2 separate regions of the Hordeum vulgare genome follow, and region 1 is linked to region 2. Evidence: chromatin contacts called from public Hi-C data. All regions are on one chromosome and are shown on one strand. Each heading gives the region's core, a stretch centred on a gene start, on an enhancer-like site or on the middle of the called end of the contact. The rest is flanking DNA. Distances are from core to core; before and after follow the strand shown.

Region 1 (3,072 bases), core at 231-2,730, 110 kb after region 2:
ATCTTTCTTGTGAAGAAACAAGGGCCCCAACCGCCTTAGGGATTGGTCACAAGCATGCCAGGCGCGGTCCCACCCCCAGGTCGCGGCTAGGGGGCTTGTGACCCCCTCGGGCATCGTTTTGCGTTGATTCTTCTTCCAAAAAATCATAAATATTCCAAAACAAATCCCCGTAGGTTTTTTATTGAGTTGGACTTCGTTTGGTATGGATAATCTTTGAAACAAAAAACATGCAACAAACAAGAAGTGGCATTGGGCACTCGATCAATATGTTCGTCCCAAAAATAGTATAAAAAGTTGCCAAAAGTATATGAAAGTTGTATATTGGCATGAAACAATCAAAAATTATAGATACGATGGAGACGTATCATTGCATTATAACTTGCTGGTGTTTATTGGTTGTTTATTTATTAGGGGTAGCATCGGGTGCTGATAACGAGTTTGAGGATTATGTTGAGTACGTTTAGAAGATCAAGAGCAGTTCCAGTCTAAAGATCTCACAGGCAAGATGATCGTGACCTTGAGACCGTTTCTAGCTTTGTTATGTCTAGTTGAATCGTTTCCATCGTTATTCACCGCTGCCTACCACCTGATATATAAGCCTCCAAACATGGCCATGAAACCTCTAACCCTTCACCTCCTAGCAAACATTGTTTGACTAAGTTAGCGCTTGCATAATGTAACAGCCCAAGTGCTTTCTTTCCCCTTTTGTAAGCTTTTCCATTTGGGGCAACCATGTTGAAGCTATGTTATGGAGGAGGTGTTGTGGTTATCATTTCATGTGCTTCTCATGCATATCTTGCATCTTCCTTTTTGCTTAGTCTTGTTCTGGGTGTTGTGTCACCTTGGTGATGTGGTTGTATATGTCTTGGATGTTATTATGGAGTGTGGTGTGGGTGCAACAAGGAACCTTCAAAATCTTAGTTGCACCAAGGTCCAAATAAACCCCCTCCCCCCCTCTCCTTTCTAACATGAGGCAGAATTTAAGTTTCTGTTTTGGCCATTAAAAATGTCCAACATCTTTGAAAAACTATTTAAATAATTGTAGGTGGCAACACTCTTCTATTTGACGTCCTTTTCATTTTGGTTTTAATTAAAAAACAGAGCCCCATGTTAAAGAAAAGGAATTATTCTGCTCTCCCAAAAATGCCTACTTATTTTTATAATTAGTGGCATGGTTTTAGTAGACCAAAGATATTTTCTTCTTACTAAAGACCATTTCCTGTTTTCTTGTGTGAGCTATTTGTTGTGCATTTGTTTAAAACATGAACCCCCTTTGTTGTTTTCCAGAGAGAGAGGTGTGCTGGGCTCCCTCTTCCCCCAGGCCCAGCTAGCAGCGCAACCCAGCCAACCCCTGAGTGGAGTCTTCGTGCTCCTCTGTACGGCAGCCATCCACGGGAGCCACGTAGCCCTCCGGTCGATTTGACAGCCGGAGAGAGCCCGAGCCACCTATAAGTTGTGTCCCCCGTGTTGCCCTAGGTGACGTGGTATGATCCCCCTCTTCCTTCACCCTCTCCGTCGCGTCGCTAGCCATTCGTAATTGTAGATCCGGCCGTGACATCATCGTGCTCGCCGTGCTCCCATTATCTTCTCTGAAGAAGATCTTCTGTAAAGAAAGTTGCGGTTGTTTTGCTGTGAACCCGCGGAGCTCCCGTTCCAGCGCACGCCCGCAACCCGCACGCGTTAGCCAGCTTGCTCGCCGCTGCTGCATCGCCGCCCCGTCGTGCCTCGCCTACCGTTGCGCCCCTGTTTCCTTCTCGTGACCGCCATGTCCAAGGCAAAGCTTGGTTCAGCTTGAGCATCGTCGCCCCTCTGCGTCGTAGAAGCTAGCTTCCCCCGGGAATGGAAACCTCTAAGGAATCCGTACCCCCGCCGGCAATCTTGGCCGCCGTCATCGCCATTCCGCTCGCCGGCGACAACATCTCCTCCGGTGGATGGAGGTAGAAGAACCACGCCGCTTCTGCACAACCACGAGGTCGGGGGATCAAATCCCAGCGCCGCACCTTTTATTTACCTGATTTTTTCTCCTTGTTGTAGTAGTTGCAGTTGTAGGTTACCTGTGTTGTTAGCTGTGTTGGGTCAGTAGTCGCAGCATAGCCTAGTGGCAACCAAGTCGCGCACAGTGTAAGAGGTCCACGGTTCGAGCCCTTTTGAAGTTTGGGTTTTTTCTCTCTCTGTAGAGCGTGGTAGTTTTTCTAGATTGGGTTTCCCTCCCCTCTTAGAGTAACTAGCCTTGCATAGCAAAGTGGTTCTCTCTCTGTAGAGCGTGGTAGTTTTTCTAGATTGGGTTTCCCTCCCCTCTTAGAGTAACTAGCCTTGCATAGCAAAGTGGTGCTTGCCTCTGTGATGCACACAGAGGTGGTGGGTACGAACTCCTCCACTTCCTTTTAGTTTTTCTCTGTTAATATGTTGTTTTGTGTCACTCACTAGTGGGCCCTGGCTCTTAGATTTAGTGTTTTTATTTTTAATTTTTTCCCTTTATTACTTCTGTTGAGGTGATAGATTTCATCTTTGGAATAATTCTTAATAAGGAATTTGCCTATTCTGGCATATGCCAATTTGGGTTGGCCCAAGAACAGTCCCTCTTCTTGAATTAATGTTGTAGTTGATTCTATGTCAGATTCCTTTCCCTGTTTGTGATGTTTTTCTAGATGCAAAAGTGGCAGTGTGATATATGGATTTGGGATAGAAAATACCAGTGAATCCAATGGTGTTGTTCATTTCTGGTTTTGGGCATCTCAGTAAAAATCCCCTTGTGGTGAGGTGGCAATAGATTTATGATGTAGGGCTATTTTCATGTACTTGTTTGGCGGAGTGCATTCATGCATATTGTTGTCTGTTGCATCATTTGTTGCTGGTGTTTATTAGATGTTGTTTCTTTTGGGTAGTTACCGGGGCCGGAAACGAGTACGAGGAGTCCGGAGAGTTCGTGCAGGAAGAACAAGAGCAGTTCCAGTCTGAAGAAACCACAGGCAAGATGACCGTGACCTTGATACCGTTTGTAGCTTTGTCATTCTTAGAATCACGTTTCCTTTGTTACATGCTCACTGCCTACCACTTGATATAAATGCTACC
Region 2 (3,041 bases), core at 88-2,587:
TGCGACTCATCTCAACTACGTCTTCTTTCCGACGCACCACTACTTCGACACCACTGCGCTCATGACTAACTCGGCGCCTCCTTGCGCCCGCGGCTCCACGACGACTTCCTCGACACCAGCTACCCCGACTCGACATCGACCACGGTGTTCTTTGCACGGCTACCTCGACCACAACTACACCATCCTACGCTCTCGGCTACCTCGACAAAGACACAAAGGGTTACCGCCTTGCTTGAGCGACCTCGTCGGTTACCACTCCAGGCACAACTTTCGCGATGCATCGACCGTTACGACTAAGGGGGGATGACCGTCGGCTTACCTTCGGATTCTTCTCCAGTCTCACCGTTTGCGTTGCTACCATTGTGACTACGGGGGGATGTTGAGAATATTGACTAGTTAGAAAATATGAGATAGACTAGGATTTGTCCTACCTTGTTGGGTCTAACGCTAGACTAGTTCCTCACCATCGCTCATGAACTGAGATGGAAGAAGTAGCAGCATGCACTGGAGATTTGCAGCGACGAACGCCCCGGCGCTCAGACGCCTTGTTTTAGTTATTTCTGGGCACACATACCCCACACACTAACAAACTATGGGTACGACCGGTTTTATAGCCAACGGGGACGCAACGCCCACACATCATTGATCGCCCTACGCATGAACTCCTGATGATCCGGTCTTCCTCGATCGTGAGATGTCTACTCATTCTAGGCTTCGGCACCACCTCTAACCGTGATCTCTACGCCCGCTGCATCCCGTCTCCGTCGTCACATGAACGTAGACCTAGCCACAAACCGGCTCGAAACAACCCGACCTCGACATGGATCCATACACACACTCTACGCATGCACACACACGGTTTATTTTCCTAACATACCTTGCCTTGTACTTTAAGTTAGTCATTGTATTACTATATATATATATATATATATATATATGCCTATGAGGCTCAAGCAATAAATAATTATTCCACCTAACAGCTGTAATACACGTTGATGCATCGAAAGTCCCAAAGTTTCCCTGAAAGATGAGGGGTTCTCGCTTGTGTCGTTGCTAAAATGGACAGCTTTGATCCAATAGGTAAATAATTTGGACAAGCTAGTGACACGCAAAAGCAGCAACTCCTAGAAACGGCAACTTGCAAGCTGCATGCACTGCACAGGTCGCGCTCGATCGGGTTAAGTCGGAGGAGGAGTAGCCTGTCGAGCCATTGAATTTGGAGAAAGAGATGCCGCGAAAGCCACAGCGCACGATCCGCCAAGCTCGACGAGACACGTTTCGCCTTGCGTTGGAGCAAAGCTAATGTTTGTGGCGTAGGCTGCTGCTGTAGCTAGGCCTGTAGGAGGAGGAGCACGCGCCCCCTCCAAGTCGAATGAGCGGACGCGCCACTATATATATTCTGTGCATGCCAGCATCCACTAGAAATTGGCATTCCACTTGTAAATTAACCGGATGATGCACTACCTTTTGAAGAAACCTCTCTTTCTGCCCGATGCTAGTCGTTCTAGACGAGATCTGGCTGGCAAAGGCGTATTTGCCGGTCGAGGAGACGACGAATCATGTGCATCCGCGCGCCTTGAACCAGTCGTGCAACACAAGAGAGAAAATGAAACGAAACTCGGCCACCTCCTCCTGTTAGCTGCAAAAATATATTTAGTCCAGTTTTTTTTTCTCAAGCGGCGTGCACTTGAACTAGCTTTATTTTCCCCGTCAGGAAAAGGAAGATATCAATGTATTACCATGTTATTGATAGTTCAGTTATTTCAAAATCTTCACATATTTAGAACGTTAAGGTTTCCCTTAAGTTAAAAATCTTTTTGTGGTTTGTCCACAAAAGAGTTGTTTTAACTAAGGATAACTTGGCCAAGCGAAATTGGAAAGGAAATCGGAGATGTAGCTTCTGTCGGACATATGAAACTATCAAGCACCTCTTTCTGGACTGCCCTATGGCTAAAATATTATGGCGCTCCATCCATATAGCTTTTAACATCATCCCGCCGACTAGCATTAACATGTTATTTGGGACATGGCTTGACGGGGTTAATATCTCGTTGCTAAGTTAATTCGACTTGGAACTTCTGCACTTTTATGGGCTATATGGAATTACAGAAATGACCTAGTTTTTAACAGACAACAATCTATCAACTTTTTGCAGGTCATCTTCAGGGCTACTGCATTGATCCGCATGTGGTCCTTACTCACTCATGTGAAAACCAGGGAGCCTTTGGTTACTGGGTGTGCCCGATGAGAGATGGTAGCTCAGGCTATCTTCAGCCGATATGGATGACGACATGCTGATAGAATAGGAAATTAGTCAACTACTCCTATCCAGATATTCGGCTTAGGCGTTCATCGCCTTGTTATTTATTTTCCCTTTACTTTTTGACTTTGTACCTACTTCGGATCTTTTCAGTTATTAAATAAAATGGTTGTATGCATCACTCGATGCAGAGACCGGGGCGAGACCTCTTTTTGAAAAAAGGAAAAGGAAGATAAGAGATCTAGTCGGATTTGAAAGGATAAGATCGGAATATAATGCACGCACGTATCTTTCATTTATAGCTCCCACTTATTTCAACAGGGCATAAGTGCATATGCTAAGGCATGATAGCTACCTCTAATTTTCTTTTTTCTTCCCTGACAACGACGGTGGCGCCACAAAAGTGATTCATGGTTGCTGGCCTCTCAACAGGGTCATCAATCCAGCACCGGTTCGTATAGAAATCAAATCAAAACCAACTAATAAGTCTCTCGAATATTACGTATTAGCCATCCCTCTCAGAACATATTGCGTATTTTTTTGCATGCAAAATATTACGTATTAGCGAGGCTACTTTAGACTTGGGATTCGTTTGTACATTATTTCATATATTAGAAATTGGGCAGTGCTGATGTGCCCCTACGACGGATTCACCAAAGCTGAGGAGATTGTCAATGTGCCTATGCCAATCTGGCTTCCGCACAAGCTGTCTGGTGTCAAGGAGGGTATAGTTAATCAGCTCTTGAATTATTCTGGATTATTTTAATGTTAGGCTCCTGAA

What was found. Hi-C and Micro-C count contacts between places; a contact is called where the count stands out from the background.
Region 1: a Hi-C map of leaf shows a contact between it and region 2, with 3 times the contacts expected there. The contact joins the promoter of LOC123404363 here to the enhancer-like site in region 2. A contact is called at or near these places in 5 of 6 Hi-C or Micro-C datasets (leaf, seedling and an unstated tissue).

Annotation. Positions count from the first base shown.
Region 1 is chr6H:208,139,331-208,142,402 of MorexV3_pseudomolecules_assembly, forward strand. LOC123404363 reads left to right here and starts at 1,481. Exons shown (of 4, transcript XM_045098280.1): 1 at 1,481-1,972; 2 at 2,886-2,969.
Region 2 is chr6H:208,029,429-208,032,469 of MorexV3_pseudomolecules_assembly, forward strand. No RefSeq gene overlaps it. Among protein-coding and RNA genes, the nearest start is that of LOC123404363, 110 kb to the right of the region's middle. Within about 2 kb of position 1,338, at least 2 of the 3 cell types and tissues checked have open chromatin away from gene starts, as enhancers often do. A contact at or near this core is called in leaf, where this site is marked.